Regions from separate parts of the Mus musculus genome. Here all the other regions are linked to region 1. The links are chromatin contacts, called in public ChIA-PET, HiChIP or PLAC-seq and promoter capture Hi-C maps. All regions are on one chromosome and are shown on one strand. The core of a region is the stretch at or near the end of the contact, and the rest is flanking DNA. Distances in the headings are between cores, read along the strand shown.

Evidence for each region. Promoter capture Hi-C pulls out the DNA fragments that hold promoters and counts their contacts. ChIA-PET counts read pairs in DNA pulled down with a chosen protein or histone mark. HiChIP or PLAC-seq counts read pairs in DNA pulled down with a chosen protein or histone mark.
Region 2: a contact with region 1 is called in a FOXA1 HiChIP or PLAC-seq map of pancreatic cancer cells. The contact joins the promoter of Dapk3 here to the promoter of Mknk2 in region 1. A contact is called at or near these places in 2 of 39 promoter capture datasets (liver and neural stem cells), 5 of 484 Hi-C or Micro-C datasets (CD4 T cells, the N1E-115 cell line, cerebellum and 2 more), 6 of 115 datasets of contacts at active chromatin or transcription factors (Th17 cells, astrocytes, bone marrow-derived dendritic cells and 3 more) and 3 of 9 other capture datasets (adipose tissue, liver and macrophages).
Region 3: an RNA polymerase II ChIA-PET map of memory CD8 T cells shows a contact between it and region 1, with 20 read pairs. The contact joins the promoter of Thop1 here to the promoter of Mknk2 in region 1. A contact is called at or near these places in 1 of 39 promoter capture datasets (cranial neural crest) and 2 of 115 datasets of contacts at active chromatin or transcription factors (memory CD8 T cells and pancreatic cancer cells).
Region 4: a promoter capture Hi-C map of pre-B cells shows a contact between it and region 1, with 5 times the contacts expected there. The contact joins the promoter of Rps15 here to the promoter of Mknk2 in region 1. A contact is called at or near these places in 10 of 39 promoter capture datasets (the 3T3-L1 cell line, the C10 cell line, cranial neural crest and 6 more), 1 of 484 Hi-C or Micro-C datasets (cortical neurons), 6 of 115 datasets of contacts at active chromatin or transcription factors (bone marrow-derived macrophages, effector CD8 T cells, embryonic stem cells and 3 more) and 1 of 9 other capture datasets (adipose tissue).
Region 5: an RNA polymerase II ChIA-PET map of effector CD8 T cells shows a contact between it and region 1, with 10 read pairs. The contact joins the promoter of Slc39a3 here to the promoter of Mknk2 in region 1. A contact is called at or near these places in 9 of 39 promoter capture datasets (cranial neural crest, embryonic stem cells, hematopoietic stem and progenitor cells and 6 more), 1 of 115 datasets of contacts at active chromatin or transcription factors (effector CD8 T cells) and 2 of 9 other capture datasets (adipose tissue and liver).
Region 6: an HNF4G HiChIP or PLAC-seq map of pancreatic cancer cells shows a contact between it and region 1. The contact joins the promoter of Adamtsl5 here to the promoter of Mknk2 in region 1. A contact is called at or near these places in 6 of 39 promoter capture datasets (the C10 cell line, the SN4741 cell line, embryonic stem cells and 3 more), 1 of 15 datasets of contacts at CTCF or cohesin (large pre-B cells), 2 of 484 Hi-C or Micro-C datasets (the AML12 cell line and embryonic stem cells), 3 of 115 datasets of contacts at active chromatin or transcription factors (embryonic stem cells and pancreatic cancer cells) and 2 of 9 other capture datasets (adipose tissue and macrophages).

What each region holds. Positions count from the first base shown.
Region 1 is chr10:80,674,192-80,678,800 of GRCm38.p6, reverse strand. Mknk2 (MAP kinase-interacting serine/threonine kinase 2) reads left to right here and starts at 2,508. Exons shown (of 14, transcript NM_021462.4): 1 at 2,508-2,720; 2 at 2,861-2,977. The coding sequence starts at 2,927.
Region 2 is chr10:81,180,706-81,185,314 of GRCm38.p6, reverse strand. Dapk3 (death-associated protein kinase 3) reads right to left here and starts at 2,308. Exons shown (of 9, transcript NM_001190474.1): 1 at 2,219-2,308; 2 at 1,240-1,339. The coding sequence starts at 2,231. It overlaps Eef2 (eukaryotic translation elongation factor 2), which reads right to left. Exons shown (of 14, transcript NM_007907.2): 11 at 4,158-4,511; 12 at 3,905-4,087; 13 at 3,690-3,822; 14 at 2,806-3,426. The coding sequence ends at 3,233.
Region 3 is chr10:81,068,218-81,072,826 of GRCm38.p6, reverse strand. It overlaps Thop1 (thimet oligopeptidase 1), which reads right to left and starts at 2,744. Exons shown (of 13, transcript NM_022653.4): 1 at 2,549-2,744. The coding sequence starts at 2,564.
Region 4 is chr10:80,290,638-80,295,246 of GRCm38.p6, reverse strand. Rps15 (ribosomal protein S15) reads right to left here and starts at 2,816. Exons shown (of 4, transcript NM_009091.2): 1 at 2,764-2,816; 2 at 2,387-2,472; 3 at 1,371-1,605; 4 at 1,133-1,280. The coding sequence starts at 2,766. The coding sequence ends at 1,167. Gm30682 (a long non-coding RNA gene) reads left to right here. Exons shown (of 3, transcript XR_871874.3): 2 at 1-140; 3 at 262-1,112.
Region 5 is chr10:81,035,294-81,039,902 of GRCm38.p6, reverse strand. Slc39a3 (solute carrier family 39 (zinc transporter), member 3) reads left to right here and starts at 2,588. Exons shown (of 4, transcript NM_001358898.2): 1 at 2,588-2,699.
Region 6 is chr10:80,345,641-80,350,249 of GRCm38.p6, reverse strand. It overlaps Adamtsl5 (ADAMTS-like 5), which reads left to right and starts at 1,802. Exons shown (of 13, transcript NM_001285435.1): 1 at 1,802-1,894; 2 at 2,625-2,693; 3 at 4,547-4,609. The coding sequence starts at 4,606.

The DNA of each region.
Region 1 (4,609 bases), core at 1,259-3,758:
CAGGAGGAGCCAGCCTGCTAGGAATTGGGCCAAGCGGGAAGCTGAGGCTGTTGGCCTGGGGCCCCACCTCACTTCCTGTTTTTCTTCCCTCTGTAAGATCTCCCTAAGATTCTGCTTGAACCTACAGCTCTGGTGGTCCCAGTTGGGCCTAACACCTTGGACAGTCCTAAGCCCTTTCCAAGGTTGGCCACGTCCCCTGGGAACCTGGGGTTGGGGGTAAGCTTAGGACCACCTTTCCTGACTGTCCTGGCCATGTCTATCCTTCACTCGGGCTAGACCAACCCCTCACCTGGCCAGCCAAGCCTAGTCTGTAAAGACAGAGGAAACAGAGGGTATCACACGGGCTTCCTGCAGGCATCCCTTGCCAAAGAGCCAGTGACATCCTCCTGGGGCAGAGGCTGAGCCAGTAGGGGAAGTCAGGCCTTCCTGTCACCCCAGCTCCCAACCCCCACGCTGGGAGGCCTCTGAGAGTCCCACACCGCTGGGAGCCTAGCTTGTAAACAGGCGGCTGGAGGGAGAGACTTGACAGCAGGTTGGCAGCTTGCCTGGGCACGGCAGGGCAGGGTTGAGTGAGCAGCTCCCAGTCCCTGCCTGGTGCCTATAGGGTGAACATCCCCTTCCTGTTCCTACTGGCTGCCCTTTTGAGATAAAAGTGTGGTAAAAGGCGGCTCCCTCTGAGCAGCCATGTAGACTCCAGGTGGCCATTTGCAAGTTGGAAGACGTACTTGGCTGTCAGACTCACAGAACTTTTTGCACAGGGTGTGTGCAGTGCAGGGGCCACACATCCCAGTTCTGAAGGTTTAGCCTCGTGACTGGTAAGGACTCCAGGAAGAAGTAACCCGTGTCAAGTACAGCTTCCTATCCCGTGAGCTTCCCCTGTTTCCCTATTTCTAACAGGGCTCCTGGAGGCAGTCTCAGGACAGGTCTGGATTAGGGCACAGAACTCACACCTTAACGAGGGCTTTGTAATTTGGCTTTTCTTCCCAGCATTTGAACTAAGTTGCAGGAAACAAAATAGATTAGAGCTATTTGCTGCCATCAGTGTGAACGGCTGACCCAGGTGGGCCACGCTTGAATGTGGGTGTCATGTTTTATTTGAATTGTTAGCCTGAGATAGGATCTGGCTAGGTAGCCCCAAACTACAGAGACATGCTGGCCCCCGTGGACACACACACACATGCTACAGCTAGCCACAGGTAGAAGCTATTTCTCTTACATGTGTCCCAGGAATGGGCTCAGGCTATAATTGGTGGCAAACTCCTTTAACAGCTGAGTAGAGACCCTTGTTTGAGTCTGCCAGGAATTGATCCCTGACTGCCTTGAGCTGAAGTTCTATCCCCTGCCCAAATCTGTCCAGGTAATGAACCTTGTACAGGCATGACAATCTGAATTAGAGACAAACATTTCTGCCAATGCAATCACTAATGACGACAATGAGGCTCGGGAGTCAGACAGATGACTCATAAGTTAAGCCAAACTGTTACTCTTACAGAGAACCCAGGGTACAGCCCAGCACCCACATCAGGCATCGTGTAATTTCACCTCTCTTCTGACTTTCCAGGCACCTGTATGCATAAGGCACACACACTCACACGGACGAGGACCTGTGTGAGTGCACACAAACACACAAAGAGCTGCTTGAGGTTCATGAGGCTCCAGCCTCAGTAGAGGGTGGTGGTAAAAACTTGTAGACAAACTACCCTGAAGAGGGAAAACAACCTCTTTGTGCACGGAAGCAGCCGAGGCAGCAGGCACAACGCGGTCTGACTGTATCCGAACCTGAATCGGGGATCCTAGCCCCTTCTTGTCCCAGCTATCCCCACCGAGGGCTGCAAAGGACCCAAGAGGTTCAAGAAGGGTTCATCACGGATTGCAGAGCTGGAGCACAGGACAAGGGCATCAGTATTCAGTAAAATTAGGGCTGGCTTGCCCTCCTTCGGCAGCTGAACGCGGCACCCGGCTCAAGGACAGGGAGCAGAACCTGCAGCGCGCAAGCCAGCGGGCCAACTGTGACACAGGAGAAGGCGGCCTCACGGCCCAAACTGAAGCCTTCAGTACCCTTCTGCGCAGGCGCAGGCGACTCCGGAGGCTGGTCACCAGCCTCTCCACACAGTCCTCTCCCACCCCCCAGCCAGGTCACGCGGCTGCAGTCGAGTATCTTTTCACGCTCCGCCCCCACCGTGGGAGTGCGCAGGCGCGCTTGAAGCTTCGCGCCCCACTTCCCTCGGAATCTCCCCTTCCCCCTGCCAGCTCGAAGTGCGCAGCCGTGTTTGGAGTCGCCAACACGGTCGCTGCGCAGCTCCACTCCGCTCCCCGCTAAGCTCCGCCCCTTAAACGGGAGCGCGCAGCCGTATTCTGCATTCCCCGGCGTGCTCTTCTCGCTGCGGCCTTCGACGCTCCTGGAAGCTCCGCCTCCTCTGTTCCCTGAGAAAGGCGGAGACTGGTGCGGAGGGGCGGGGTAACTTCGGGACCGCGCCTATAAAGGTGGCCGCGCCGGCCGCGCGCGCGGCTCCTCTCGGCGGCAGCGGCCCAGTGGAGGGGTCCGTGGTGGCGGTGGTGGCGGCGGTGGCGGCGGCGGCGGCGGCGACGGCGGCGGCGGCGGCGGCGGCAGCAGCAGCGGTGGCTGTGGCGGCGCTGTTCCCCGCGCAGTCCTCGGAGCGGGGTCCGGGCTGTGCTAGGTGAGGTGACGGCGCTGCGACCCCGGCCGGTGTCCGACCCCGGTGAGCGCGGCGCCAAGGGCGACATTCTCCGAGGGAGGAAGGAAGCCCGAGTCAGGCGCGGGAGCTCCGCCGAGCCCCGGCCGCCTCCGCCCGGCCGAGCGCCTCTCTCAGCCTCGGTCCTTTGTCTCCTCCGCCCGCAGGGTCGCCTCCCAAGCCGCCCCCCGGGCCCCGCGTCCCCTCCCCCGCTGGTGGGGCCCGGACTGAAGATGGTGCAGAAGAGAACAGCCGAACTTCAGGGCTTCCACCGTTCGTTCAAGGTGAGGGGTCCTGTCCGGGGGTCCCATTGCAGTGACGGGTGCGACGGATAAGCAGAGCCTACTCGGGAGGCTGGTGCAGGGCTTGGGAGGGGTGCTTGCATTGGACTTTTGTGCTGGAGGTGGTGGGGGTCAGCAGGCCGCAGCCCTGTCCCCATCCTCCTAGTAGCTCTCTCTTCTAGGACCCTCAACCCCCACCCCCAGGCTTGTGATTGGTGGCTCTGTGTCCCTTGCAGTTAGCCCGATCACAGTCGTCTGTTTCTGTGTGTGATCCTAGGCAAATCGAGTGTTTCTGTTCCTTGCAACTTCCAGGCCTGTCTTGTGCTGGTTGGGAGAGTCAGTAAGCTGCAGCCTTGCTTCTAGCTGCCTACTAACTCTTCATGAACTGCCCCAGGCTCCCCTGTGATCTGTGGCTGTGTCCCTAGCAGTTTCTCAGCCCGGGCTTTCCTACCTCTGTATGTGGTCTCTGATGGACTTTACATTTGTTTCCTGCAGTGTGTGCTTGTTGCAGGCTACAACCTGTCCCCGGCTGCCTAGTAGCTCTTTCTTTCAGGACCCACTCCCACCACTGATTGGTGGCTCTATGTCCCTCGCCATCAGCCTGATCTCAGTCTTGTGCTCCCCACCCACTTTCTGTATGTGATCCCACACTTTCTGTGTCCCCCAGGTTGGCCTTGTTCTGGATGAAAGCACGTCAGCAGGTCCTAGCTCTCTCTTTTGTGAGCTCCCCTAGGTTGGCTTGTGGTCAGTGGCTGGATGTTCCTTGCAGTCTCTCAGCCCCGTCTCCCCTACTTCTGTGTATATAGTTCCAGGGAAACCCTGTATCTGTCCACTGTAGTCTCAAGCTGGCCTGTGCGGTTGGTTGGGATCAGAGGGGATGAAGCCTTGTTGGGGAAACCCTTTGGCACATGGGTATGCTTTGCCCCACTGCAACCTCCACACTTGGTGGTGGCCTGTGGAGACCTTCCCTCAAGACACCCCAGGCCCAAAGTGTTATTTCTTATCAGAACAGGAAGTTTCTGTAGTGTTATTAATGGTGGCTGATTGAGTCTTACCTTAGATGAGTATATCTGGGGGTGGTGAAGGTGGGCAGGGTGCTAGGCAGAGCCCCCTACTTGGGGCCTGGCCTAAAGGACGCAGTGATGTCAGCCTGCCCACCCCACCCAGAAGGCTGGATTATGTAATGGCTTCCTGGGGCAGGGACCTGTTGCCCTGTAGAGAAGGCAAGAGTGTGTATGTGTGTGCCTGCACCCCTGTGGGAGGGGCATGCAGATAGGGAAGAATTCCCAGGCCTGTCCAGCCAGTGCCCCTGGCCAACTGCCCCACCCCTGCCTCAAATGCCTGTTATCCTTGGCCAGCTTGATTTGGGGCTGAGCAGGAACGAGAGATGGACCCAAGAATGTCACCTACAGTGGGTTTTTTTTTTTTGCCCTCCTGGGGCTTTGCTTGAGCCTAGAGGGTCAGCAAGGCTGCCAAAGCAAACCCTGGCTTTCTAGATGGTTCGAGCCGCCTCCTGCCAGGCCTGCTGACTCAAGGCCCTCAGCCAGACCCAGGGGAGGCTGGCTGGACCAGACTGGACTGCCCACACAGCACTTGGGACTGCAAGCTGCCCTCTGCGTGGCCACTGTGGGGCTC
Region 2 (4,609 bases), core at 1,059-3,558, 510 kb before region 1:
GGAGTCACAGGTGGTTGTGAGCCTCCATGTGGTTGCTGGGAATCGAACCTAGGACTTCTGCAAGAGCAGCTGGTGCTGTAATCACTGAGCCGCCTCTCCAGTGTCCCATCTTATGTTTCAGTCTGAGTCTCACATCCCTGGCACGAGATGTCCCTACTTCCCTAGCAGTAGGCTCATAGATGTGACCAGCACATGACAGGAACATCGCTGAAGCCCTACTGGGATGGCAGCCGGGAGGTTCTCAGGGGTGGGGGCTGGGGTGGGGAACTCCAGAAGGAAGTGGTTCAGGGTCCCTAGGCAGGAAAACTCCTCCTCAGCCTGCCTAGTACTGGGAAGGTTATTTACATTCCATGGGGATGACATCATAGGGCGGGCCTTGATGCCCCCAGAAGGCTGGCCCAGAACTCACCAAATAAGGTCTGAAGCCCCTTAGAAAGAGGAAGGGCCTGGCATGAGGAGGTGGGAGGGGGAAGAGGGAGGGGGCTCCAAAGCACGGACAGGCATGAGAGCTAGCCTAGAAAGAGAATCTGGCTTTCTCAAGAAACACCAAACAGAAAACGGTGTCCTGAACCATCCCGGCACTGGGGAGACACCAGTATAAAAGCATCCATGTACAGAACTCAAGAAAGGCAGACCCAGCAAGTCGTAAAACAGCCTGTGCAGTGTGGTGGGACATCACCCAGGGCTGCCAAGGACTCCCTGAGCTCAGTCCCTGGAACTGGCTCGCATGGGAGAGGAGAGCACAGACTCCAGGAAGCTGTGCTGTGACTAAGACACATATGCACACAAAATATAGTAATTACATAAAAGAAGTTCAAGGCCAATCTGGGGGACATGAGAGCCTGCCTTTAAAAAACCAAAATCAAAATCAGCCAAGGCCAGGGTGGTGGTGCAATCCTTTAGCTCCAGCACTTGGGAAGCAGAGGCAGGAGGATCTCTGTGATGAGCAAGTTCCAGACCAGCCAGGAGTACATAGTAAGACTCTGTCTCATGGGGGAAAAGAAGAAACCGAGCTGAGAACAATCCCATAGCAGACAATGCTCCGAGGCACTGTCCCCGGCTCAGGGGCAGCAGCTACAGGTCTCTGTGTCTCTCTCCACAGAGGACACGAGAGAAAAGGAACTCAGGTTCCCTGTCATCTGGGAACCTGAAGTCTGGCGTGGTACCACCAGAAAACTCTGTGGCCACTGCTTCAAGACACTGAGGAGAGGAAGGGCACCCACCTCCCACGCCACTCACCTGCCAAGCTCCTCTCCCATCTCATAATGGTCCTCAACATCCTCTTGCCTGAATGTGGACATGGCGGCTGGCCTTCTGAAGGATTCTGGGGACACAGGAGCTGGAGGGACAGAGGAAACAGGAAATGTTTATCACGGATCCGACTTCTCCCAAGAGGCTTCCCCAGCATATGTGACACACAATGCCCCTGCCCCAGATTTTCTTTGGTCATCTACAGCCTCTACCCACAATTTGGTCATGGTAGAGCAAACCTGACACCCCACACTGGGGAGCGGAGGGCTGCACGGCTACGAGTTCAAGAGCATACTCAAATACTTGGTGAGTTACAAGCCAGCCTGAGTTCCATGAGACCAGCTCAAGTGACTGGAGAGATGGCTGAGACGGTAAGAGTGGGTGCTGTACTTGCACAGTCTCCAAGTTCAGTTTCCAGTGCTCACTAGTATCTCTAACTCCCAGGCCTGATGACCTCTAACGCTCTCTTCAGGAACCTCAGGTACCTGCGGGCACTGTGACACCCCTCTCAGAAACAAGCATAGATATAACTAAAAGAAGCGGAACAACATCTCTCAAGCAGTATATATATATATATATATATATATATATATATATATATGTACAAAACTATAAAACACAATACAGTGTCAGGTGCCCTTTACCCTAGCACTCAAGAGGCTGAGGCTGGAGGATTAAACAGAGTTCCAAGTCAGCGTGGGGTTCTCTACTCGAAACACTTCCATAGCGTCCGGCTCTTGAAATTCCTACCTAGCTTCCTCACCTGTCAATCATGCCCACCAGCACCCCGGAACTCAGGGGTGTCGCCGGAAACCTGACACATGCGCAGCAGTGTTGCTATTCCTAGAGGTCCACCCCTCGAGATTGGAGAAAGCCATGCCCCTCGCGGGTTCCCTCCCCTCGCTCCCGCCCTCGTCGCGTGTCCCTTGGGTCCCAACACAACGTCCCGGACCCGGCCCATTCGTACCGTCCTCAGCCATCGAGTCCCCGCCCGGTGCCAGCGAGGCCCCCGCGAGAACCTCCGGTACAAATCCTGAGACGGCATCTACGCATGCGCTGACAGCGCAGGGGCACACCTCCGCAAAACCCGAAAACCAGCGCTCATTGGACTACGACTTTAACCGGAAATTGAATGCACACGCTCATTGGTTAGCATCTGACCTCTCAGCGGAAGCGGACGTTGACTAGTGACGTCATCACCCAAGGCTAGGCGAGAGTCCAGTGCTCATTGGCCAGCCTGACAGATTCACAGGAAGGCTCGACACCGCCCTTGTGGAGCACATCATTATTGGGCTCCTGGCTGATGATTGGCTAACGCGAGAGGCTGAAAGCCAATAACCTGGAGCCGGGTATGCGCAGACCAAACCCCTGATGTGCAGGTCTATGGAGTGATTCAAGTTTGTGGAATGGACTGAGGCAGTACTGTGAACTCACAATAAAACCCATTCTGTCGCACGGGGTGCAGTGTGTGTGTTATGTGTGAATCACCGCAGGCCACCTAAGGGTAGCCAGATACCCTGAAAACCAGGAAAGCGTGCGCTGTACAAAACAGAGTTGCGAGCACATGTGGATCAACCACTGTAGTTTATTACTCCAATGATTCATTCCCACAGCCGGGCTGCAAGTCTAAGGCAGGCTGCCTGCCTTCCTGGAGGCACTTACCCCACCTCCCCCTCTGGGGGAACTCCACTTGGCCATGGACCCCAAAAACCTCTGAATGCATTTATTTAGACTTTTGGACATCTGCGCGTTTCCCTCTGAAAATGTTAAGAGCCGTGTCCCGCCCACCCCACAGCCTGCCAGTCCAGCCTGCAGAGAGATTCCCGCTATCTTGTAATTCCGAAATAAATAGAATTGGTAGCAAGTGAGTGCTGAGTGATGTCAGGGTGGCCCCAGCAGCCTCTAGAGGAGCACTGTGGGACAGTCTCAAGGTGTCTTCTGATGGGTGGGCACTGTGCAGCATGTGGCAGTATCAGGCTGCCTACAGTTTGTCCAGGAAGTTGTCCAGCGCTGGGATGCCCTCTTTCAGGCCCTTGCGCTTGCGCGTCTCAGCTACCACTTGGCTGGGGCGGCTGCTGTTGTCAAAAGGATCCCCAGGCAGGATCTGCCAGTGGTCAAACACGCACTGGGGGAAGGCCTGGCCGCCGGTGTTGGATCGCAGATCAGCGGTGAAGCCTAGACAGAAGACAGGAGACTCAGGTGACTTCCCTGGGGGGGTGGGGTGGGGGGGGGACATGCTTAGCTGTCTTGCCACCCCTCCCAGGAGGGATTCCTGGGTCCTTTGTTTTGGTTTCTCTGTGTAGTTTGTAGCTCTGTCTTTCCTGGCACCCTTAAGCAAGCTGGCCGTGATGACAGAAATCTGCTTCTGTTCTGCACCCCGCAGCTATATTACACAGGCCTTGCAGGTTATCTGCAAACCCCAGGGACCAGACACTCACCAAAGGACTCATTGACAGGCAGGTATGCCTTGACCACAAACATGGGGGTACCAGCCACCTGGGACTCCTCAAACACATGGCCACGCTTCCTGTTCAGGACACCGTAGATGCCACCCACCACTTGCTCAGGACACTTCGAGGAAAAAGAGAGAACATGGTGAGCAGTGGGCAGAGGCAGGAGGATAGACAGACACCACCTAAGATACACAAGTTACCTGGATCTCCACCAGATAGATAGGCTCCATGAGGCGGGGCTGTGCGGTCAGCACACTGGCATACAGGCAGCGGCGTGCTGTGGGGATGATCTGGCCACCTCCCCGGTGAATGGCATCAGCATGCAGGGTCACATCATGAACATCAAACCGCACACCACGCATGTTTTCCTCACAGAGAGCGCCCTGTGAAGAGCTGGAAGTTAGACACCAGCAGCCCCTCAGAACACAGGGTCACCAATGCTGAGTCACTTACCTCCTTAGTAGCCCACTGGAAGCCAGCCACCACACTGTCCTTGATCTCATTCAGGTACTGCACACCCTTGGTGATGTCGGTGAGAATGTTGGGGCCAGTGCCATCAGGGCCAAAGCACCAGATCTTGCGGGCTTCAGCAACGTCCCACTCATACTTTTCGGCCAGGTAGCGGGCACGTGCCTTGAGCTCCTGGCGGGCAGACACCTCACCCTTATCGATGTCCTCTGCCAGGCCATCAGGGAAGGGCCTGGCCTTCATGTACAGCCGGTTGTGCTTATTGGGGGACTTGGACAGACACAGCACGTTGGATTCCTCACTGACTGTCTCCCGATATGACACAACAGGGTCAGATTTCTGTGAAAGGGAAACAGACCACAACTGTCAACACTACAGGGCTTCCAGGGGGCCTGCATAGAACCCTCAGCACATGGTGCAGCACCTCAGGCACATAG
Region 3 (4,609 bases), core at 1,495-3,994, 390 kb before region 1:
GTTACTGCTAAGGGACCCTGCTGCTTTGGCAAAGGCCCTCCTGGAAGTGTAAGCACAGGTTCCAGACAGCTCCACCCTTACAAGGTCTCTTAACTTCGCATAAAAAGGAGAATCCAGAACCACTCACTGGGAGAGGCCAGCCCAAGGGCTCCATCAGTCTGCCTTCTTACTTCCAAGTCATTCAGCAGTATGTCATGTATCTAGGTGTGGCCCTCTACATCCCTGGTGCTGCCAAGCTATAATTAAAGCCATTTCTGCCCATATCGGGCCTCACTGACAAAGGCAGGTGTGGAAGCCGGACCGGCAAGCGACATTCTGGGATAACCAGGATGGGAGCAGCTCACGGACAGGTGCAGTGGCACTAGCAGCTGCTGGCACTGATCCCACAGCCCCAGCAACACTTGTTCGACACTGGCATGCAAGGCAGCCAGGCAGGGCCATCTCGCTCCTCGTCCCATGCAGAATGGCTGTATAATTGACAGCCATGTAGAATGAGGGTGGGACAGCTCATCCCCACAGAGAGAGCAGACTTTCATAGTGCTCTCAAGCCTTTAGCAGACATCAACGCAGGCCCTGAAGATGGGCTGGCAAGGAAAAGAAAAGGGGCTGCCACCAGGACATGGACTGAATAGGAGTAATGGGAGCTTGTTTTCAGTGCTCAGGAGGCCAGAGCAAGAGGATTTCACATTTGTGGTCTAAATGGAGAACACAGGGCAAGCACGTTCAAGCCAAAGAAAACAAAAATTCGGACTGAAGCTGTGGCTCAGTGGGCAGCACACGTGCCTAGTATGCATGGTGCTCTCATTCCATCACCACAGCATACAAATCAGGCGTGGTGGGGCTGCCTACCATCCTAGCACTTAGGAAACTGAGCGGGGAGGAGGAGAAAGAGTTCAGGGTCACCCACAGCCACACGTATTAAGTATGAGGCCAACCTGGGGTACACGGGATGCTGTCTCAAATGAAAAGCCATGGTTGGGTGATGGTGGTGCACACCTTTAACCCCAGTACTGGGAGGCAGAGGCAGGAGAATCTCTGTGAGTTCAAGGCCAGCCTGGTCTGCAGAGTGAGCTCCAGGACAGCCAGGGCTACACAGAGAAAAGCAAAAATAAGGAGGATGGGCAGCCACTGAGGAAGATACCCCCTCCCCACACAGACACGCGCACATGCGAAACGAAGGGCTTTGTATTACAAGTAGGGGCAGAGCCAGCCATGAGAACACAGAGTGCAAAGATCTGGAGAACTAGGATTGCAGCATCTTTCTGCAAACATCTGGATTACTGCCTCCATTTCAGGGCACCTCAAGTTCCTGAGGTGCAAGTAATTCCAATTATTCCTGTTCCCATGATCCTGATCATGACTGGGGGGATTATCTGCAGGCATGAGAAAATGTATGGGTGTGAGCTCCAGACGCCACCCCCCCCCCCCAAGGCCGCTCTCAGATACAGGAAGGTCACACACAGGGCCCTTTGGGCTGTTTCCCTAGTCCTCTGTTCATGGGTTAAGATAGGATCTTGCCAGATTGTCCAGGCTACCCTTGCAATTTCTGGAGGTGGGATCCTCCTAGTCTCGGTCTCCCACACTTGGGAAGAGAGGCTGGCACTGGCTCTGTTTCCTTCTCTGGATTAAGCAAGTCCAGGGGACCCAAGATGACTAAGCAGCTGGAGGTGATTGCTGCCAACGCAGACGATCTAGGTTCAATCCCCACAACTGACTAGGTGGAAGGAGAGAACTGATTCCCGCAAGCTGTCCTCTGACCTCCACAAGCACACTAAATAATGTTTAAAAAAAAATCCAAACAAGTCTTCATCTTTTTGGGTCACAGTCATGTCTACAACTGACGGGAATCCCTGCCTGGTAGCTCCACCATATGGGATGCCCCACACACATACACAGCAGACCTGGCAAGAGAAAGATGGGTCTCCCAACCAGCCCTGCCAAAGTGGGGTGACCATAGCCTAAGCCCCTGTGTTGCTGACTCAAGAGGCTGGAGAGGGAGCTCTGTGATCAAGCGTGCTTGCTGCGTTTGGTTCCCAGCACCCCTGAAAGGCAGCTAGCTCTCAACCACCTGTAACTGACTCCAGGAGCAGAGGATGGGCCACATTTTTCTAGCCATCATGAATACTACACACATGTGCAGGTACTCACACACAGACGTACAAACAATAGTTAAAAATAACAAATCCTAAAAATACAAAAGAACCTAGTTGGAAGTATTACTAGGTCCTCTCTAGATGCTAGATAGCACACTGTCCTGGCACCGAGGTTCCCAGGCCACCGTCTCCAGCAGCCTTCCAGGAACTAGAGCCTTTTACACCATGTGTGGGTTTTGCTCATCGCCCCGTTGGCAGTCCATCTTACCCTAGTTAGAATAGCAGGGAGCATGAGAAAAGTATTCTTTTAAAATTCAGTTTATCAAGAGGTTGAAGTCATGGGAAAGTTAGTTCATTCATTTTGCAGACGAAGGGGTCAGGGTCGGGAATCCCAAAGGTTCCATCTGCCCGAAGGAGGAGAGAAAGGGAGGGCCTGGGCGAGGGGCGACCGGTACCTGCGGGGGGCTTCATGGCGGTCGGCTGCGCGCGAGGCGGCGACGGCCCTCCTCTGGTCCTCACGCCTGTGCGGTCCGGATCTCCTCGGAGCTCGCCTCACCTGAGCCAGTTCCTCTGCTGTGGCTCTCAGACTGAGGCGCCCGCCGCCCGCGAGCTCCGAGCACGCTAGGAAGGCGCGTGCGCGCGAAGGCAGCTGGTCAACGCGAGTGTGCATGCGCAGGAACAACCAGTCTGGCGCCGGTGCATCGCGGTTCCGCCCACATTATCCCGAGCTTGCCCTGTCAGTGGTGCGATTTTGCGCATGCGCTGAACACAGTGGAGCCCGCAATTGGCTGTCATAGGTGAGTGAGGCGGAGCCTTACGCACCCTCGGAACGCCAGGATGCTGTTTCCATGGAAACCTAACACCCTCTCTGCCTTGCCTTTTCTGTGAGGATTTCACTCTATACAGGCTGTGTGCGTTTGTGCTTGGTCTGTTCGTTCAATTCATTTCTTTTTGTTCTTCAGCCAGTTCCTCATGACTCCACCTTCTGAGTTCTGAGATGACCAGAGTGCTCCAGCATGCCTGGCTTCCCTCCCTCTCTCTCTCTCTCTCTCTCTCTCCCTCCCTCCAACCTTCTCTTCCTTCTTTCCTTCCTTTTTTTGACACAAAGTTTCATGTAGCCCAGGCTGGTCTGAATTTGCTGACAGGCCTCAAATTCGTAGCAATCCTCCTGCCCCAGCTTCCTGGGTTCTGGGAATGCAAGTGAGAACCGCCACGGGTTTTTGCTTGTTTGTTTTGTTTTTGTAAGCTGAGTGTGCTGACTTATACCTGCAATTTCAGTCCAAGTAAAACAAAACTGACCCAACCTGCAACCTGCAGGAGTAGCCTGGACTATATACCTTGTCTGAAAAAACATGAGAGATGGCTCTGTGGTCAAGTGTAGTTGATAATCGGTGTACTGCAAAAGCCAGGGCTGGCCCCTCCTTCCTGCACCAGCCTGTGGCACGTTAAGATGCCTCCTAGGAGCTGTTGGCGGCTCCTGTTAAAATGTTGGCACCATGACATCTCCTCAGCCTGGAGCTGTCACAAGAACTGTCTACAGTAGTGTATCACCTTTCCCAACACAACAGAGGTTGCCCCTCAAGAACACCCCTGCAGGAGCTGTCCTACAGGAACTGTCCCACAGTGATAGGACCTCATCTCCAGCCTCCTTGAGCAGCCTCACAGAGATGGCGCCTCAGCAAAAGTTGGCTGTGGCCTGGAAGGACTTTCACACTAACCCATGGGCCTGATGCAGGGTAAAGAGGGTGAGGGGGAAAAAAGTCACCAATCCCCGAACAGGAAAACCCACCAATCCCTGAGCTCCTCAAGCTCAGGACTTGAAATTCCACCAATCGTTAATCTGGAAATCTCTGCCCTGAAAAGCCCTGCCTCCTAAGAAATTCTATGTAAGCCCCGCCCTTTGTCTAATTCCCTAATGTTTTACTCCCAGGAGAAGAGGGAAGATTCATCTCTCCACACCCTGAACCCACCAATAAATCTCTTACATGAGATTTTCTGCTTGGTGTGACTTTCTCATCGGAAGAGCCAAGAAGAAGCGAGGTGAAGAGAGGGTGGGGGGTGGGAGAGCGGGGTGCGGGGAAACAAGGCTCCTGAGCTCCTCAGCTCAGCCGGGGATATCCTCCCCTGGGAACTGCAACACCTCTGCTGAGAGGGCTCCCTGCGTGGTTCCTGAGCTCCGTGTCTCCGTGTGCCCTTCCATCTGAGCAGAAACATCGACAGTAATAGCACAAGTCCAGAAGACTGGACTTCAGATCCCCACACCACAGGGCCGCTCACACCTCCAGGGGACCCCATGTCCTCTTCTGGCCACAGCAGGTGCTGTGTACATATGGTGCACACACATACATTTAAGTGTATGCACACAAGCACATAAGCAACTTTTAAAACATAGGATAGTGGAGAGACAGCATTTATTTTAACACGCATCTCAAAGTACAGTTCCTGTAGGGAGAAGCAATAGTCACTCCTGGTCCAAGGTCCAGAAATCTGCTCGAAATTACTCAGTCTAGGATCTG
Region 4 (4,609 bases), core at 1,567-4,066, 380 kb after region 1:
CACAGGAGGAAGTGTGTAGTAGGCGACCCCAGTGACTGCAGAGGAACAGACCTGCCTGGCAGAGGGGTTGGTGCACATCTAGCCCCCGTTTCTGTCAGGAGCTGAACCGAGAAGGGTGCTGGTGTCTCATGAAGTGCAAAGTAGGTGGGGCAGCCTGCCAGGTAAACTCCCACTAGATGATGAGCAGGAACAGGGAGCCTGATGGAGAAGCCTAGGAGCCCTTGAACTATTTATTGCCCTAATTTGATCTTTCCCTATCAGTGTCACCTGCCTGGTGCTGTGGATGGGACTGATGCTCCGTGGTTAACGTGTACTATACCAGGACCCTGCACCCACCCACATGGTGACCAGGTAATCCCATACCCACTTCTGGCCCTCGTGGGCAAAGTCACTAACTTGCATATGTGCACACCCAAGCCTATGCTAGGCTGGAGACATGTTTCCCTGGCAGGAAGGACTGGAAGCTTCCAGAAAACCCTGCCTCACATTCCCAGAGGGAAAATGTTTACTAACAAGGCTGCAAGCCTTTAGTCTCAGCATGCCAGATGCAGGTGGACGCAAGTTCCAGGCCGACAGACTAAGGAAAACAAGCCACTGAACATGGTGCCTGTAATTGGTCCCAGCACCAGGGCCTGAAGCCAGCCTGGTGAACTCAAAGAAAGCCTGCCTTAGAAACAGGCCAGGGGTTCTCTCCACTGCAGATGTCAATTGTGTCAGCATTCCACAAGTAGGAGGCTAAGCCTGTCACACTGCCAGCATAGGCTTTGGTGACATGCTTGAGGTCTTCCAGAACACGTGCTATCCCAGGTCACAGAATGAAGCTCCAGGTAAAAGAAGCACCCTTACGCAGGCTGCAGCAGGTCCCCTTGTGTGTCCACTGTCACTGCAGTTCCCCCCCCCAAGACCCAAACCCAGGGAGCAGCCCCTTGCCCTTCCTGATGCTCAGCTCTGCCGTGCATGCTGGGCAGCTTGAAAGCGGAGACTGCAGCAGAGATGACGTGGACATGGACGTGAGCCCCTTACATGTAACTGTTCACCTTCATTCTGGTGGACTGTGACAGCCACCCAAAAGGCTCCAGGTTCCACACACAGGGACCAACCCAATCCCCAGAAAAAAAACAAAAACCCAGAATCCAGGGACCAAAACCAGTCTTTATTGGCCTCGGCTACTTGAGGGGGATGAATCGGGAGGAGTGGGTGGCACCGATCCCGGGCCGGCCGTGCTTCACGGGTTTGTAGGTGATGGAGAACTCGCCCAGGTAGTGGCCGATCATCTCTGGCTGCAGGTTGAGAGGAGGAAGCAGAGTGGTGTGAGCAGCTTTGGCACAGAGAAAAGCCACCCACCCAGCCACTCCCGGACCACAACTCACTTTGATCTCCACCTGGTTGAAGGTCTTGCCGTTGTACACGCCCACCATGCTACCCACCATCTCCGGCAGGATGATCATGTCCCTCAGGTGCGTCTTCACCACCTCAGGCTTCTCCATGGGTGGTGCCTCCTTTTTGGCCTTTCTCAAGCGCTTGAGCAGTGAGTGTTGCTTCCGCCGAAGACCACGGTTCAGGCGCCTCCTCTGGCGGGCGCTGTACAGCTGCATCAGTTGCTCACTGTGGGAGAAGGGGGTGGTTTGGAGACCCGGGGACAGCATGCTGCGCCAGCACTGCTCCATTTCTTTCACACCCAGAAAGGAACATGCCGGGAGCTCACTAAAGACAAGTCCTCCATAGCACTGCCGTCAACCTTCAGGGCACAACCCTCTAAAATGAATCCACCAGCTTCCACAGGCAGTGACGTAAGCCGAGATCAAACCTTTTCCTTTGACAGCCCACCCAGACAAATTACCTATCCGTGGTTGATTTTCCCCAAGGTCACAGGGAGGCCTGTGAGCCCAGTCAGCGGGAGACTGAGGCAAGGTAGTTCTGTCTACATAAGACTGTCGAACACTGCACAACTGTAGCAGGGGCCGAGTTGAGGTCACAATCTAGAGCGCTTGCCTAGGAGGCTAGGACGCCCCGAGTTTGATGCTCTGCACCGTGATGGTGACCCAAACATTAGGGAGGTTGAGAGGATCAGGAGTTCGAGGAGAGCCTGGGCTACACGGGTCCCTTTTTTTTTTTCCGACTCAAGAGTTTCTCTGTGTAGCCCTGGCTGTCCTGGAACTCGCTCTGCAGACCAGGCTGGCCTCGAACTCAGAATTCCCCTGCCTCTGCCTCCCAAGTGCTGGGATTAAGTCGTGCGCCACCATTGCCCGGCACTCGAGACCCTTCCTTGCCTCTCCCATGTGACATGTGCAAAGGTTCTGGCTCTATTTCCAGCACCACCCACAGAAAAGGAAAATGTACAAACGGGCCAGCGACCCGGCGGGACTAAGGTGACGGGGCCTCTTACTAGGACATGTCGAGCAGTTGGTCGAGGTCTACGCCACGGTAGGTGAACTTGCGGAAGGTGCGCTTCTTCTTCTGCTCCACTTCGGCCTGCGTGAGCGCGAGTCGGGGTTAGCAGGGGCTCGGCAACCTTACCCGGGAGCCCAGGGACCTGAGCTGCGCGAGCCGCGCTCCTCTAAGCTACGGCGGACGGGCGAGGGGACACACAGCCCCGCGGCCGCCCGCAGCCATCCGGGCCCTTCCGCACCCGCCATCCGCAGTCTCCGGGCACCCGAGCACATCGCTACATCCCCAGGCAGCGAGTCCAGAGTCTTGCGAAAGGGCCCCGGGAGGATGGCGACGGATACCCGGGAGCACAGACCGCCGTGCACGAATACTCACCATCTTGGCGGTTACTCGGAAAAGGAAGTACGGGCTGCGCTTGCGCAGTTATCGCGAGCTCTGCCGGGAGGGCCCGCCTCCACCGCTCAACAGCTTCCGCTCTGCGGATACTCGCCATTGCCCCCCGCTGTCCGGAGGCCAGAGCAAAAGCGCCGCTACCCTCCGGAGGGGCGTGGCTCCCTTTGGGGTTTTTGTTAGTGTGTCTGTCTCTCTGTCCCTGGTTTTCTTTGTCTTCTCTGTCTCTGTGTTTCTGCCTCTCTCATGTACAAGGTCTCAAGCAGTGATTCTCAACCCGTGGGTCACAGCCTCTTTGGAGGTGGCATATCAGATATCCTGCATATCAGATATTTACAATTATGATTCCTAATAGCAAAATATATACATACATTTTTGGGGGAGACGGAGGTTCAAGACAGGGACTCTGTGTAGGCCTGGCTGTCCTGAAACTCGCTCTGTAGAACAGGCTGGCCAGAGGCTAATCCCAAGTGCTGGGATTAAAGGCGTGAGCTACCACCTCCAGGCTGTCTGCTTTTCTTGTGGGATGTGTGAGCCTACCACCTCAAAAGTGAGTGGTTAATTAGAAGACAACTTGGAGAGATCAGTGCTCTCTTTCCACCATCCTGGGACTTGGCTTTAGACTCCCTGACCCAGTGAGTGTTTCGTTTTATAATAAAATAGAAGCCAGGTGTGATGGCACAAGTCTTTGTCTTTTTTTTGTTTTGTTTTTTCGAGACAGGGTTTCTCTGTATAGCCCTGGCTGTCCTGGAACTCACTTTGTAGACCAGGCTGGCCTCTAACTCAGAAATCCACCTGCCTCTGCCTCCCAAGTGCTGGGATTAAAGGCGTGTGCCACCACGCCCGGCAAGTCTTTGTCTTTAATCCCAGCTCTTGGGCTACACAGAGAAACCCTATCTCAAAAAACGAAAAACCAGAGAGAGAGAGAGAGAGAGAGAGAGAGAGAGAGAATATGAATGAATGTTGGAAAGGAAGCCGCATTTTCTATTTTTGTTTTGTTTTGTTTTGTTTTTCAAGACAGGGTTTCTCTGTGTAGCCCTGGCTGTCCTGGAACTCAATCTGTAGACCAGGCTGGCCTTGAACTCAGAAATCCGCCTGCCTCTGCCTCCCAAATGCTGGGATTAAAGGTGTGCACCACCACGCCCAGCTCCAACATTTTCTCTCTTATCTAGTGTTGGGGGTTGGAAGGCTAGGAGGAAAAAGGTGGAGAAGGATGGAAGAAAAAGAAGCCCACGAAGTAGCAAAGTCCAGCAGAGGCACGTGTAGCACACAGAAGGCAGAGCGGTCTGTGAATTCCAGGCCAGCCAGGGATGCATAGAAAGACCATCCCTGTCTTTAAAGAGAGAGGAGAGGTAGGACAGTAGTGGCCAGGACAGCCAGGGCTGCATAGAGAAACATCATGTGAAAAAACCAAGCCGGGCATGGTGGCGCACGCCTTTAATTCCAGTACTCTGGAGGCAGAGGCAGGTGGATTTCTGAGTTTGAGGCCAGCCTGGTCTACAAAGTGAGTTCCAGGACAGCCAGGGCTATACAGAGAAACCCTGTCTCGAAAAACCAAAAAAAAAAAAAAAGAGAATACTCCCTTGGGCCGGGCGGTGGTGGCACACACCTTTAATCCCAGCTCTTGGGAGGCAGAGGCAGGCAGATTTCTGAGTTCAAGGCCAGCCTGGTCTACAGAGTGAGTTCCAGGACAGCCAGGGCTACACAGGGAAGCCCTGTCTGGATAAAAACAAAACAAAACAAGAAAGGTCTGATTATAGTTGAGTGCACATGGATGCTGGCACTGGGGCTAGGTACACTAGATCCCTTGGAGCTGGAGTTAAGACAGTTG
Region 5 (4,609 bases), core at 1,339-3,838, 360 kb before region 1:
AGGCACCACCTCCTAACAGTGCCACTCCCTATGGCCAAGCATTCAAACACGTGAATGTACTGGGACCATAGCTATTCAAACTACCACAGTCTTTCTATGTAATCCTGAATGTCCTGTAACTTGCTATATAAATCAGGCTGGTCTTGAACTCACAGAGATCTACCTGCCTCTACTCTTTCCTGAATGCTGGGAGAAAAGGTTTGCACTACTATACCTGGTTGATCCCAGCACTTATGAAGTAAATGTTGTAATTGTTATTACTTCTACTACTTCATGTATGTTTGCACAGTGGGGGTACAGCACATGTATGTGACATGTCATGTATTTGGAGGCCAGAGAACAATTCAGAGTCTGTACTACTTTTCCAACCCTGCATGGTCCCAGGCATTGCAATCTTGTGAGCCAAGTTCCTTTGATCCACTGACCCATCTCAATGTCTCCCTAGCCCTTCCCTGTAGGGCATCATGTGGTTTTGCCTGGCCTTGACCTTAGGAATTAACCGAAGCTGACCTCATCTTCCTGCCTCAATTTTCCAAGTGCTAGGATATGTTTATTTTAGACCTGTTAAAAAAGATAAGTTGGTTGTGTTATCCCAGGACTTGAGAGGCAGAAGCAGGCAGATCTCTGAATTTGAGGCCAGCCTGGTCTATAAAGCAAGTTCTATGACAGCCAGGGCTACACAGATAAATCCTGTCTGAATAAAACAAAACTAATGAACAAACAAAAAATTTAATTAGTTTAGGATATTTGATATAGTGACTTGATGAACTCAGCCATAATTCATATGATGCTGTCAGCCATGTTTGCTTCAAATCTTTGAGTGAATATATATTAGTTTCTATTGACTAGATACACAGAGCTGTGGCTGCGCCATAGGATGAGTATACACTGGACGCCCATCTGTACTGTCTGTTAGCCAGGAAGGAGAAAGTCCCCAGGCGTCACTGTTCTTCACACAATGGCTTCAAATCTGCTGGTTTAGAAATGACCTTTGCTGGGCTTGGTGGTGCACATCTTTAATCCCAGCACTTGGGAGGCAGAGGCAGGCGGATTAATGAGTTGGAGGCCAGCCTGGTCTCCAGAGTGAGTTCCAGGACAGCCAAGGCTGTCCTGAGAACCCTGTCTTGAAAAACAAAACAAAACAAAAGAAATGACTTTTATCTGGAAACACCCCAACTCTCCAACAAAATTCAAGCAGATCTATAGTTAGTTAATCCAAACAATAGAATACTATTTAACAATTAGAAAGGAGGACTGAACACAGCTCATCAGTTAAGAAGACTGACTGGCTGCTCTCACAGAGAATGCAGGTTTGTTTCACACATTGTAGCTCAGGACCACCTGTGACTCTGACCCAAGGTCATGCAACACTTTCCTCTGACCTCTTTGGGCACCAGAGACACACATGGCACTTAGACATGCAGGCAAAGCATTCATACACATAAAATCAAACCAAATAAATCTTTAAAAAAATAAGTTATTTACTTATTTAGATGGACAATGGTGGCGCATATTTTTTATTCTGAGCACTCTGGGAGGCAGAGGCAGGCATATCTCTGAGTTTGAGGCTAGCCTGGTCTACAGAGTGACTTCTAGGTCAGCCAGAAACCCTGTCTCAAAAACCAAATAAATAAGTGAAAATACGAGAAGCTCATGTCACATACATCAGGGTAGGCTCATGTGTTAGTGTGCTGTGCATGGCTCTTTTGATACAGTGTCTCATTCTGTAGGCCAGTCTTGGAAGACAGAGTACATGGATCTTCTGCCTCAGCCTCCAGAGTGTGCTGGGATGACAGACATACATCACCATGTGTAAAACTATAGTGTTCTGTAAAGCTTTGATCTGCAGTGAATGAAGCGTCTTTGTCATCTTTGTTGTCTAGCACAGTAAAAGCACGGTTTACACAGCATACATATTGTGTGAGGTGCTCTAGATATAGCAGGAGGCCAGGTATGGTGACTCACACCTACAATCCAAGCGCTCGGGAAGCTGATGCAGGAGGATTCTGAGCTTTCTGCATGCCACCCAGCCTGGGCTGCTCAGCAAGACCGTAGCTCAAACAAATGAATGTAAAAATAAGGCATACTGTGTAGTATCTGTAGGCTCTACTCAGGTGCCATGTCACTTCAGGAGACATTTCCTAGGCTGCAGGTATGGGTAGAATGATTACATTGTTAGTAACTGTAGTGATTGAGGGGCACAGTAGACCTCTTGAGCTTGAATTTATTCTGGCTATCAATAGATATTTGGTGGACGCCTGTATCTTCTTAAGCCGCGAGGAAAGACTTCAAGAATGTTCCATTCGCTGTAGGAAATCGCTTCCTGCCAAGCCTCCAGCCACACTCATTCAGTACCACGCGACCCTGGACAGCTCCGGGATGGAGGCCCTACTTCCGGAACTATGTTGCCAAGTAGTGTTTTCTATCGGAATCATTTGGTAGCTGCACTCATGTTTAGAAAGGAGAAAACTGCTTTCCGGAGCCAGTAGGCGTTGCAGAAGGATTGGCAGCAGCATCGACCAATGGACTATGAGTTCTGTCGAGTGGCACTGACAGTGTCCAATAGACGCTGATGTGGGCGGGGCGTAGGTAGCAGCTCGCAGCCCCGGGGGTCTCGGCTGGTCCGCTGCGGCGGGGTCCGGACCGCGGGGCAGTTGGCGGCAGGTGGCACTGGCTGGAGGCCTGAGGAGCTGTCAGAGGTACAAGAGGGGTCAGGGCGTGGCCTGGGCGTGGCGGGCTTGGGGCAGGGCGGAGCCGAGGGCCCTGGCCGACCGTGCCTGCCTGTTCACAGAGTCTTTGCTTCAGTGTGAGGCTGAGTGGAGCACACAGTAGGCGCACAATAAGTGATTAAGGAAAGACTGAGCTTGTCGCCCGCCAGCCCTGCCCCGACTGGCCCGATTTTGAGAGCACCCGAGGTATCCCTACCTGACCCTGTCTTCTAGCATCAATTGGGCGCCTGTTGTATGCACTTTGCCTTGTGTTCACAGCAGTGGAGGGAAGGACTTTAAGGGAGTTATTTTTGTTGTTAATTTTTTAAAAAATTATAGTAATTATGTCCTTTATAATATTCCTCTAGAATATTTTAATTTTAAAGTTTAACTTAATTTTAACCTTATTTATTTCATCCTAATTTTCTTTCGTATTTTATTTTCATTTTTTTTTTTGTTTTTGTTTTTGTTTTTGTTTTTTTTGTTTTTTGAGACAGGGTTTCTCTGTATAGCCCTGGCTGTCCTGGAACTCACTTTGTAGACCAGGCTGGCCTCGAACTCAGAAATCCGCCTGCCTCTGCCTCCCAAGTGCTGGGATTAAAGGCGTGCGCCACCACTGCCCGGCCTATTTTCATTTTTAAAATTTACTTTCCTTCTTTTTTTTTTCGACAAAATTTACTTTTCAAATTTATTTTATGTGTCTGTGTTTATGCACATGTGTGCAGTGCCCAAAGCGGCCAGAAGAGGGGAATAGATAGATCTTTCTAGGCTAGAATGGAACCTTGGTCATCTGCAAAAACAGCCAGTGCTCTCAACTGCTGAGAGTGTCTCTGCTGCTACTATCTTATCTTATTATTTCATTTCTTTATTTATATTTCTTTCCAAGTCAGGGTTTCTCTTTGTAAACCTGGCTGTCCTGGAACTCACTTTGTAGACCAGGCTGGCCTCGAACTCAGTAATCTGCCTGCCTCTGCCTCCCAAGTGCTGGGACTAAAGGCGTGCGCCACCACTGCCCGGCTGTATTTTCTTTTTAAATTTTGTTGTATTACTTTATTCTGAAGTAGGGTCTTCCTCACTGTCCAGGCTGGTCTCAAATGTGTAGCCGTTGTCCCGCCTCACCCTCCTGTGTACTAAGATGATAGTCACATCCCTTCAGACCGTGTATGTGCACACGTGAGGAGCCTAAACTTCCATATCAGTGTCTTCCTTGATCGCTCCCATAATTTAACATTTTACATATATGTGTGTTTTGCTTCTTTTCATGGCTGTGCACCTGTTGGGAACAAAATAAAGGGGGACCCTGGGGGCCCTGGGGAAAAGTGGGGGAGGAAAAGGGGTCTAACGTCCTGCTAGGGTTCCTGTGCTCTGGGCAGGCAGATGCAGGCAGAGCTGCCGGACGCTTTTCCACAGGGCCCAGGGTGAGCATGCCTGACTCATTTAAGAGCTTTATTATAGAAATGCAGGGGAGAGAGAGAGAGAAAGGGAGAGAGAGAGAGAGAGAGAGAGGGAGAGAGAGAGAGAGAGAGAGCGAGAAAGGGAGAGGGAGAGGGAGAGAGAGAGAGATTTATGGTCTTCCCTGTTGCTAGGTAACTGGGGAGGAGTTTAGCCTGAAGGTCAGAAGCTTGGGCCATTGCTTACATGACTACTGACCATGCTTCTCTTGAGGGGGCTGTGGGAGGTGGTACCTTAGTCAGGGGCCGGAGTTCCAGGAGCATGAGGGAACACCTACCGTGTCATTTAGGTGAATTATAACCATCGGGGTTCAGACCTCAGTTTGACTGGAGACCAGCCTTCAGTTCCCCACATGTACCCCTTATGTGCCTGGTGCCTGCAGAGACCAGGAGGGGCATTGGGTCCCCAGGAGCTGGATCTACAGGTGGGTTGTGGTCCACCATGTGGGT
Region 6 (4,609 bases), core at 553-3,052, 330 kb after region 1:
CGTAGTGTCTACTGTAGGCAGTGGCTGCACAGCAAAGTGCCTACTGTATGCTATCCCTGCAAGGGAGAGGGCCTATTGTACATATGCACCTATTGTATATACTGTGAGCTATATGCTCGCTCTGCCAGACACAGTGTTTCCTGCACACTTGTATCATGAAGGACGGGGCACCTAATGTATACTCCCCTTCAGTGCCTACTATGTGCACTACCTGGATAGTATATCTGTTGCATATTTTCTCCTGTAAATCTATGTCTGCTGTATATCCTCCATGCAGAGTGCATGCCTACTGTATACCAGGACAGAGTGCATGCCTACTGTATACCAGAACAGAACTCCTACTGCACGGGCCCCTCTCTCTCCCTAACACGGTCCTCATCTTTGCTTTGCTGAGGTCCCTTCCTTTCACAGCAGGACGTCAGGATTGTCTCTCATTCTCCTGCTGACCCTGGCTAGGCCACCCTTGCCTCTAGCCCCTTTAGTGGTTATATGTTCTGTAGGGGTTCTCCTCACAGCCCATGCCTGGCCTTAGCATCTTTTCTTCAACAGGATGATGGGTGTCAGAAATCGGAGTCATGGCCATGCATGGCCACCTCCCCACACTGGGCTTGGCTGCTGGGCCATAGCTGTGTGCACACAGTGACTTGCATAATAATGTCACGGAGTGGTCACACTCAGAGATGTTTCCAGCGGCTGTCCTGTGCTGAGCCCTGTCCAGAGGACCTCCCTGAGGCAGGTGTATACAGCAGACACTGTCCTCTATGTGTAGTAAATACTGCAGGCAGTCTGCTTTTCAGGGAGTGCATACAGCAGGCACCGTGCCCTGTGAGGAAAGCGGGCCAGAGGTCAGCCAGGTGGGCTTCCTAGAGGAGGCGAGTTCAGCGCCCAGGAATAGCATGGTCCACACAGCACTGATCATCGCAGTGCGGCGTCCTTCTGCCCGGCTGCCGGGAGGCTACACGAAGGCGATGGGGTCAGGGGGTCCACAAGAGGCTGGCAGAGTGCCGGGAATGGGAAACTGAGGCGGAGGGCTTGAGGCCAAAACCAGTGGAGAGAAGCAGCACTGGCGTCCAGGCCTAGAGGGCGGGACCGGGTGGAGCATTGGTGACGGCAGCGCCTGGGAATGTGGGGCAGGGAGGGTCCCTCCGCCCCCAGCGGGCGCGCGGGGCCTCGTGAGGGGATGCTTGGGACTCGAGTGAGGAGTCGGGGGGCGGGGGGGGTGGAGATGCGAACCAAGGCAGGAAGGTCTAACTGGGGAATGATGTGGACCAGCGTGGAGAGGTCTAATTGGGGGTAACAGGGACGGGGTGGGAAGTCCCAGTTGCAGGGATGATGGAGACCTGGGTTGGGGTCCCAGGGATTGTTGGGACAGAGCTAGGAGCCTGGCCTGAGTGGGTGATGGGGATGAGGAGAGGAAATCTGGCGTATCTGGCTGCGGGGTGCTACGGAGCAGGACGGGGTACTGAGAGTGAGAGGGCGCCCTGGCATGGACTATCCCACCCCAAGCCCCAGCGCTAGGCACATTCCCTGGCCCTGAGCGCGGCGCCCGGAATAGCAGTCCAGTCACCCCCGCGCACCGCCCCGCAGCTGCACTTCCCAAGGTCACTGGCACCCAGGATATCAGGACCAACGCTGGGCCGCTGAGCTGCGCTGTCAGACACAGTAGGTCAGCCCCCTGCCGCAGGTCCGGGCCCAACGCGTGCGCCCTCTCCTGCCGCACGAGGGCGCCCTTGGCCTGCGCCCTCGGTGACCCCAGCCTGGGCGCGCCTAGGAGGCCCGGGTGGGAGGGATCGACCGAGTTCGCAGTCCCGCACTTTGGGGCCCCGCCGCTTCCGCCAGTCCCCGGGGCGTCCCGGGGAAACTTGGACGTATTGCCTTGGGCTCTCAGCAGATGGTAAGTCCCTCTTCCCATCCTGCCACTATTCCACCCGGTGTGGCGGCGGGGATGAGATTGGTTTCTTTCCCTGCTCGGAGCGAAAGCAGCAATCCCTAGGATGGTGGGTGAGTTTGGGGGTCGCACTTCCTACGGGATGGGACTGAAACTCAGGAGACCGACACCCCAGTGACTGGTGCACCAATGCGGGAGAGGGATGCAGTGCTAGATGCGGTGCTCGGGAGAGGGCATTGACAGACATGGGTAGGAGCCCCCCTCACGAAGGGGGTTATGAGATGGCCTTCCCCAGCCTCCTTCTTCCTTCCTTCCCGGGACAGCCCAGTTTCTGGGCCCGCAGAAGGAAGGGTCCGGCGAGTGTCTTGAAGCAGTTCCCGTGAGTTTCCAATTTACAGCCATCTCGGTCCCAAGGTGTCCTAAAGGACATCAGATTGGCTGACAACCGGAGAGACCCTGGTTCCAGCCGGGCCGGGGTACTTTTGTCCTCCTTACCCCTTTTTCAGGTACCTGGACCCTGTGGGCTGCAGATCTTTGAGAGCCCGTGTGCCCTTCAGAGAGCCTGGCCCGGGCCCAGAAGGGACTCACTTCATCTTGGTTCCCTTCCCTCCTGGCTGGTCTTGCCAGGCTGGGATCACGAGGAGGAGGGCGTCGGCTGAGAATGACTTCATCCGGTCTCTACAGTTGGGGAAACTGAGACCTCCACTCAGCCCCACCCTGCTCTTCTTGTCCGCAGATCCTCTAGGCACCGCAGCCCGCAGCTCTGGCAGATGAGACCATGACCCACGTGTTGGCAGGAGGCCAGGTCAGCCGCCCAGCGCCTGCCACGGGGTGGGGTTGGGGGTGGGGAGGAGGTCCCTTAGGCTATGGGGTACCTGGGAGCACAGCGGTCCCCAGAGGCTGGGGGGCAGCTGGGAGGGGGACATCCATTCCACCCTGAGTTTCTGGATGAGCCTCCATTAATTATCCCTCTACAGGCTCTCAGAGACTCAGGGATGGGGTTCCGCGGGTTTTCACTGCACAGATGGGGAAACCGAGGCCTGGAGAAATGGAATGGTTGGTTCCTGGCCACCCAGGAAGGTAGATGAAAGGGGTGACTAAACTTGCAGCCACCTAAAAACTGTCCTTAAAGGATTCCTTGTGCATTATAAAAGAACACACTGGGGCTGGTGAGATGGCTCAGTGGGTAAGAGCACCCGACTGCTCTTCCAAAGGTCCTGAGTTCAAATCCCAGCAACCACATGGTGGCTCACAACCATCCGTAATGGGATCTGACTCCCTCTTCTGGAGTGTCTGAAGACAGCTACAGTGTACTTACATATAATAAATAAATAAAAATCTTTAAAAAAAAACAAAAACAAAATAAAAGAACACATTGTCTATAGGAAGAACTGATTAAGGTGGGTGTGTGGCAGTCCAGGACTAGCAACTTTGTCCCAGGAGGCTAAGGGAGGAGGATTTTTCAGAGTTTGAGCCTAGCCTGAGCTACAGATCAAGACTCCCATCTCAAAAGGAAAGCAGAAGCCTGTCCTAGAGCAAAAGCCCAGTGCCCACTGTCCAGGAGCTAGTAGGGGAGGCAGGAAGGTCACGAGTTCAAGGTTATCCTTAGCTACTCAGGAAGTTTAAGACCAACCTGGGCTACAAGACCCTATCTAAAAAAAAAATAAAAAAGAAAAAAAGAAAGCTGGGCGTGGTGATGCACGCCTTTAATCCCAGCACTCGAGAGGAAGAGGCAGGCGGATTTCTGAGTTCGAGGCCAGCCTGGTCTACAAAGTGAGTGCCAGGATAGCCAGGGCTACACAGAGAAACCCTGTCTTGAAAAACCAAAAAAAGAAAAAAAGAAAAGCACGTGTGCAAATCTTTAGTCCCAGCACCTGGGAGGCAGAGGCAGGCGGGCCTCTGTGAGTTGACAGACCAGCCTGGGCCACATAGAGAGTTTTGGGACAGCCTGGATTACATAGCGAGAGTGTCTCAAATAAACACAGGAGGAGGTGGAGAGATGCTCAGTGTTCAAGATCTTTTTTTTTTTTAAGATTTATTTATTTATTATATGTAAGTACACTGTAGCTGTCTTCAGACACTCCAGAAGAGGGAGTCAGATCTCCTTACGGATGGTTGTGAGCCACCATGTGGTTGCTGGGATTTGAACTCCTGACCTTCAGAAGAGCAGTCGGGTGCTCTTACCCACTGAGCCATCTCACCAGCCCAGTGTTCAAGATCTTACCTTGCTCCTTAAGAGAACCCACAATTGGTTCCAAGCACCCATGCCAAGTTGGGAGCAACTGTAGCTCAGCTCAGCGAAGGGAGTCAATGCTGCTGGCATCTTCCAGCGCTGCACTGTGTGCATGTGTGTGCACGCGTGTGTGTGTGCATGCATGCATGTACACATGTATGTATATGTATGCTGTTTTCAAGACACAGTGGTCCTGGCTGTCCTGAAATTCACTCTGTAAACCAGGCTGGCCTCGAACTCAGATCTGCCTGTCTCCCAAGTGCTGGATTAAAGGAGCGTGCCCTTCTACAAATAACATTAATTTTAAAACCAAATAACAACACATACAGTTCCTAGTTCCCCACCCTGTGTCTGACCTGAGCCTATAACGCCCTCAAGGCTTTCCAGAGATGGGGCAAGGCTGCTGTTACCTCAATTGTTTTTAGAGACAAGAGGACCCAGAGAGGTTTGGCTACCATCGAACACACAGCCAGCCAGGGCTGAGATGG